Linked DNA regions of Bactrocera dorsalis: region 1 is linked to region 2. Evidence: chromatin contacts called from public Hi-C data. All regions are on one chromosome and are shown on one strand. Each heading gives the region's core, a stretch centred on a gene start, on an enhancer-like site or on the middle of the called end of the contact. The rest is flanking DNA. Distances are from core to core; before and after follow the strand shown. Region 1 holds the start of LOC105222418 (ras-specific guanine nucleotide-releasing factor RalGPS1). Region 2 overlaps LOC105222418 (ras-specific guanine nucleotide-releasing factor RalGPS1).

What was found. Hi-C and Micro-C count contacts between places; a contact is called where the count stands out from the background.
Region 1: a Hi-C map of whole body shows a contact between it and region 2, with 4 times the contacts expected there. The contact joins the promoter of LOC105222418 here to the enhancer-like site in region 2. A contact is called at or near these places in 2 of 2 Hi-C or Micro-C datasets (both in whole body).

Annotation. Positions count from the first base shown.
Region 1 is chr3:61,078,675-61,082,301 of ASM2337382v1, reverse strand. LOC105222418 (ras-specific guanine nucleotide-releasing factor RalGPS1) reads left to right here and starts at 1,341. Exons shown (of 8, transcript XM_049453952.1): 1 at 1,341-2,324.
Region 2 is chr3:61,035,070-61,038,663 of ASM2337382v1, reverse strand. It overlaps LOC105222418 (ras-specific guanine nucleotide-releasing factor RalGPS1), which reads left to right. Exons shown (of 8, transcript XM_049453952.1): 2 at 1,482-1,726; 3 at 1,814-2,316; 4 at 2,418-2,742; 5 at 3,486-3,594. The coding sequence starts at 1,667. Among protein-coding and RNA genes, the nearest start is that of LOC105222419, 14 kb to the right of the region's middle. Within about 2 kb of position 2,308, the one cell type or tissue checked has open chromatin away from gene starts, as enhancers often do.

The sequences.
Region 1 (3,627 bases), core at 92-2,591, 45 kb before region 2:
TGACAAAAAGCCGTTTCACAATGTTGCATATTTGTTAGAAATAGTGTGCGTTACAAATACATACATACATAAATATGTAGGTAACAAGACCTGCAGGATGTGGTTGAACAGAAAATATAAATAAAATCTAGCAAATCGATAATATATTATTAACAGCTTTACATAATGACAGCTAACACCAAACAAAAAGGAAAATTACTACAATACTTGCTACAAATCTTTACTTTACTTAAACATTTTTCCACTCACTTCACACGTAAAAACAATAATAATTTCATATTTTTACATTCCTGCAATATTGCAAATGAACGTCGATTATTGATACTTTGTATGTATCGATAACTATTAACTGAAGTTGAAACACAATAAACTGGAAAAACAATTGTCGCGGAAAGCGGATGATGAGTTGAAGTCATATAAGAAATGATAAAAATGGTATAATGATGATAAATTATATATACATAATTAATTGTACTTACATAATGCAAGTTATACATAAATATATACAAATAAACTAAACTTAACTAACCAAATAAAAGTTTTACTTAACTGTGTGTAATGAAAATGGTAAGTTGTTCGGTGCCGCAGTTAAAAGAATGCTCAGTAGTTTTTGCCTCTGCCACCATAAATGAATGTAACGACAAATGCATGCACATATATCTAAGTGAGTATATACATATGTAAACTTGTGTGTAAGCACAACGCAGCTTCCATTAAAATTCAAATTTTCTATAGAGCAAGTCCAATAGCAATTCTCCTAAGCACTTGTTTTTATCAATCTTTAATATACCTTTACAGATATTTCAAAACAACTACAGATTATTTATGTAAATTGTTTATTGCGCTATAGCCTAGTAGTATCAAAATTAAATTTAGTTAAAAACTAACCTTTCGCAATTTAAAATTTATTAAAGATGGCCGATTGACATACAATATGGCTGGCGGCTTGACAGTTACTTTCCATATTTCCATTCGCCTTCGTGGAAACGGAATGTAAAAAGTATTCCTAGTTGCAAAATATTGATATGTTGCAACAACGTTTTTCACATGCAAAATGTGTACAATATATAAATTCAAATATATAATATAAGACAAGCAAGATAAACATGATGACCAGAACGGCAGCGGAAATCAGGTAGTTATAATTTGTCTACGGAGGTTTCGTCCTTGCCAGATATTTCTGGTGAGGTACTTAATAAATAAAGCAATAAAAAGCTTGCGTAGATCGTTAAAGCTCGTAAGAAGCTCTCATAGATTATAATTAATAACAACAAAGCGGTATAAGCGTTTGCATAATATTAAAATTCATGCAACACATTAAACAGTTCAATTGGGAACAGTTACTTTGAAAAATTTCAAACGACAGCGCTGCTTCAAATTGTAGAGTAAGTTTTGTTCACATATCATATATTTTGCTGCTGGCAATGCTGCTTATTGTTCTTTTCTTTCTTTGCCCGTTCGCTTTTTCTGTCATTGCTGTTTCCCTTTATTATTATTTTATATTTTTGCCGCTGCTTCACCGCCTTTGGTTTGCAGCCGTTGGTTTTCCATACGATTTTCGCTTGCAGCATTTTCAATTGTATAGTGCAAGTGGAAAAAATCAGACATTGCAAAGCCAATTGGTTAAGAAATAAGCGGACATTTGAGTTTTCCCGTTGACGCCGTTGTAGTTGCTTTACCTTTGTGCATCGTTTTTCACGCTTTGATTTTTCACTTCAGTCGATTTCCAAACATTTTTATACATTTATAAAAATTGAAGTAAGTGAAGTGTTTTATAAATATATACAAACGAAATAAATAAATTGTAAAATAAAGATACACAATTTATTAACAAAAATTCTTAATAAAAAAAAAATACTAATCAAATTTGATGTGTTTTCAATGGTCGTAAAAGTGAAAATTTCAAAAATTGTGCATATATCGCGTGTGTATAAATACATAAATACATACAAATTTGGAAATGTGTTGATATTGTGAGGCAAGCAAGAAACGCTGCATAATTGTTGAAAGAAATCTTGTGATAGATATTCTGAATATTTTCTGTGGCAAATAGAAAGTCTGGCTAAGCAAGAAAATAGCAATAACGATAAAATTAGTGACAAATTGCATACGGGGACTGTGTGGTACTCACTTATGACGGCGTTGGCACTGTTGGCGATGTCGCTTTGAAATGCCACTATACATACAAAATATATAATAATAATTAAAATTAAATTATAATAAAAAGGGGTGTGAACGCCCAGTTGGTTGGCTGTGAATTTGTCAGACGCCAGCCGCAAAATCAAGTAGATATTCATACAAAAGTGGAAGCTCGCCAGGAAGAGGTATGTACCATATACAGGAAAGTATTTTACAAATTGCATGCAAATTAGTATTTCGCCTTGGCTACGCCTTGTCATGTATATACTTTTTTCTAGCTGACCTCAAGTTGGGCACAAGTGTATTGTTAGCAGAGAGTTTCCCATGAGCCGATTTTGTCATTGAAAATAAGAAGAATATTCGCTGGCTGGGCATATTTTTCTTTTATAATTATTTGAGTTGAGTTATTTGAAAAAGTTACAATTTATATATGTAAATAAAATAAGTTTTTATTCATTACCATGCTTGCTTGGTTCATATTCATATATGTAGCTCAAAATGTTCTTGCGACCACTTGGTAGACATTGTTCTAAGTGATTATGATTACATATAAGAATCTAATCTAACTTGTGCTACTGAAATTAACATGTTTTAAAGTGCTCACAACCGGCTGATATTTACCTACATATCTAAAAATACTTCATTCATATCTACATAAAGAATTTCGCATATCGTTGCTGTTGTTGTCGAGTTATTGTACGGCTCGTGGCTTTTATTTAAAGAATGCGAAGAAGTATGTGCCTTCTGCTGTAGAATATGGTTTGTTGCTATGGTTGTCTGTGACGTATATGTATGAACATACATATGTATGTACATAAATTTAATCTCAGCGCCGGTATAAGTACATACATACATATGTATGTGTTATATGTTTGTACTTTTGCATTAAAAATATATTTTTACGTAAATAAAGTACATAGTATGTATGGAAATGATGAAAGATACCAAATCCTTTTTTGTATAACATTTTTTATAACCATTATGGCCAGATCGAACAAAATAAAAATTTTTGGGCATTTTAAATTAAAATACCCAACATTTATTACGATTGCAAATTATTATATATTGGACTTTTAATATATGGCGAAACTACTTAATTCCTTTTTTATGATTTTATGGTATATTAAAACAACTGACTTTCGATCTTTCAATACTTAATAAGGTGAATTAAGCCTGTTAGTTCTCAGTTAATAAATGTTTTTAATCAATTGTAATGAAAATTAATTCTATTATGCATCAAATTACAAAACGTTTCATGATATATATTTAAATTTCGCATTTTCTTTGATTTTCATTGTTTTAAATTTTTATTAGCGATTTTGAACGGCGGTAACAAATTCCTCCGTTCACATATATTTTTGGTATAGTTTCAATCTGGCCGTTCCAGTCATTCCAATTGCCAAACGTCAACACCTACCCAATCCAGTCAACTGTCAAAGTTCGGTAGGTGAGCGGCTCTCACATTTCCAGTGACAGGAGAGTTGGGGA
Region 2 (3,594 bases), core at 1,059-3,558:
TCCGTTGAAAGCGGTCCGTTTGTCTTGCTACTTCGTCGGCGTCCGTATCGCCGTCGTTGAAGTCAGAATTTATTATCGCCTCTGAATGACGCTGGGCTCGCTGGCCGACTTGTGGGTCGCTAAATATTCGCACTTGCTCAGCACAGTTACAAAGTACTCTTAAAGTAAAGCGTCGAAAGTGTGAGCATAAATTACAGAAAATGCGAATAAATGCAAATACGCTGCATAAAGATCGGCAATGAACCAAATAAAGCGCTTAAAATAATTTTAAAGAATATATTTGTATTTATAAATGAAAAACAAAATAAAAATGCAGAATTTCATAAATATTTAACAGAAATTTTTTTTTTACAATTTAATGAACTTTATTGTTTAACTTTGAATATGTTACTTTTCCCTTAAACATTTTCCTATAACATTTATGGTCGGTTAAAAATCCAGCTCCGTTCGGGTTACGTGCATCCGACTGTTGTTGGAACGGTTTCACAATGTTCTCTTTGACGGTTTCAAAACTCAAGGATCAAAAAATTAATAGAAATATAGCAAAAATGAGGAACTACTTATCAAAAATATTCGAAATATGTAGGTCAATATCTTTAACTAATCTCCGAATATGAGCTTATTCAATTTTGCAATTGACCTTTTGTCGTGGTCTTTAACATGGAATCCATTGATTCCATGTACATATTTACCGCAACAGATCATTTCCGTTACTAACTGATCAGTCTGATGGCGTCACAGGCTCGCAAAATGGGGCTGACAGATCGAGAAGACTTCAGAAAATATTTATGTATAGCAAGGCGCCAGGGACACAATGAAGCATCTTGCAAGATTGCGCTGTAAGGCATCCTAAAGTATGACTACTCCTCATGGACCTAGCAACTGAACTCCATCTGGTCTATGCCTGGCTTATTGGCCTACCAGATTAACCTAACCTAAATCTTGTTGACTTTAGCCTTGATATATGTACTTACATGTATATATCGGTCAATATTTAGGTTTTCTAATTAAGATTATTCACTTAACGGAATGTCAAAACTTGGTAAGATCGGTCTAGTTTCCATTAGTCCTCATATGCTGAATATACTGCTAACCCTTAGTCCGATTATTTGAAAATAGGTGCATATGCATGTTGCTGAAAATACAATAAGTGCAAAGGATATTTATTAACGGTTTTTTATTTGAACCGAAATATTTCATTAAAATTTTTTGGCGAAATCTCGAAATATTTCATGCACCTGACGGATATGCGGGTATTTAATATTTGATTCCCACCGAGCCTGGTCGCTACTTACGGCGTACTATATAATGATTAATTGAATTAATTTTCTATTTAATTTCACAAAATTATTATTTATATGTACTTATATATGTACATATGTATATACTTATATTTTATTAATCTTGATTCCGCTCATTCAATGCAAAAAATTCTTCGTTTCTGTTCATAACTAAATTAAATTTTTTCTCTCTTTTTACAGATATCACTTTACGCCTGAGTGACTTCATTGTACACGTGATTGCATCAGACACAAAGGAGACCCTTTCCCACCCTGCCTAAAGTGTGAAACTCAACGTCGTGTGTAAAACTGTGCGCATATAACAACAGCCACCCATTGCCTACATTGCGGAGCTTCCGCATGCATTTCCCCACACCCCACATGCCATGATGCGTTACTCGGAAATCTCCAGAGAATTATCGACGGATAGTTTGCGTTACGTTGAAGTAAGTAGTAACTGCTAAGCCATTTTTATAGACTTTCGCACTTGTTATTGTAAAAATACCTACTTACGTTCACATTTATCCTCGCAGCTGGGCGAGGAGTATATCTATAAGAATTTACGTGAAGATTCGCCGCGCAGTGACACTCATTCCAATGCTAGCAGCGGTTGCATGGCACCACCAACATACACCGCCAACCATCATCACCAACACCTTAAACAGCAAGAACAGCAACAGTACCAACAACAACAATTGAATTCACAACAGGAGCAACAGCCACAGCATCACCACGCCGACTACACTAATTCGATGAGCAATTGCGGCCAACAACACTCAGCCGGCTTACGCAATTCCAAACGTTATTCGTGTGGGCGTAACGGTAGTCATGATGGCGCCGCAACCATTTCCTACATGCGTCCACGCAAGGATAGTACACGCTCAACGCAGAGTTGTCAATTCGATGCCGAGCAGTTGACGCAAGCAATCGCCAGCAAGACAATGCATGTGAAAAGTAGTCGTCGCAAGAATTCCATCGGCTGCCTGAATTCGTTGTCCTCATCGCCGGGCTCGCCGGGTTGCTACTACTGTGTTGGGTAAGTGGCTGCTCATGTAATAAGCTCGTGTGTCATATGTGCAATGTGTCAGCTTGTAAGTTTATTTGTCTAATCATAATGTTTTTTATACTCGCTCACAGCACCGCACCACCGCCCGGCAAAAGTCAAAGTCTGCCCGCACGTTCGTCTATGAACAATTTGGATGCGGTCATTTTGAATGCGCTACGCGTGCCGGCTGATGAGTTGGCCAATCAGATTACGCTCTTGGATTTTCCCATCTTCGCTGCCATACAACCGGACGAGCTGACCAGTTGCGCTTGGACGAAGAAGGACAAACACGTCGTCACACCGAATATTGTTGCATTTACGAAACGTTTCAATCACACCAGCTTTTGGACTGTGCAGGAGATATTGAGTGGCGAACAGCCAAAGCAACGTGCCGAAATACTGACACACTTCATTAAGGTGAGGAAAAGTTCGGTTAAATAGGGTTTATTTGGAGGTACTAGTGAGGTTAATTAATTATTGTGATTATTAAAGCATTAAGCTACATACTATATGTGAGGTTAGGTGCCTATTAAATTTGGTAATAGTATTTTCTGTTAAACAATTGGAAGCATTTCGTCACTTGGAATGCAAAATAACGTAACAACATTTTCGGAAATTTACAGTGGCATGAATGAAACACGAAATAAATGGGGCATGAGTGAAAAAAAATTTTAATATTGGTTAAAGCTGGTTTATATCTGAGCGCAGAACCTGAAAATGTTGAACATATATAATATTATGTATGTATGTATGTAATTTGAAGTAATGAAGCGTAATCAATAAGACACTCAATTTCGAGTTTTTTATACTATATAAATTTTAGGTACCAGAAAAAAATTAAGTTCTAGTTTACCAATTTTTGATATTTTGTCGACGAGGTGGAATCTTCGTTCCAACGACATATTGTTTTCATAGTAGCCAAAGCTTTCACTTAATACTACTGGGGTCCTTGGCTGGACTTAATCCCGGTGTCTTCTATGCAGTACAGTCTAACTGATTACTACTTAAATAAAATTCAGTTCCGATTCGTTGCTGCTGTAGAAAACTTAGTTACTAAAATTAAATTACTTATTATTAACAATAAAAATAATTTTCAAATATTTTTATAAAATTTTATATTAATGACTTAATTTATTTCTACAAACTCCGCTTTCCAACAGGTGTCCAAAAAACTGCACGAACTGAACAATCTGCATTCGCTGTTCGCCATCATTTCCGCCATGCAAAGTGCCAGCATTTTCCGTTTGAAAAAGACTTGGGCTTGCCTCT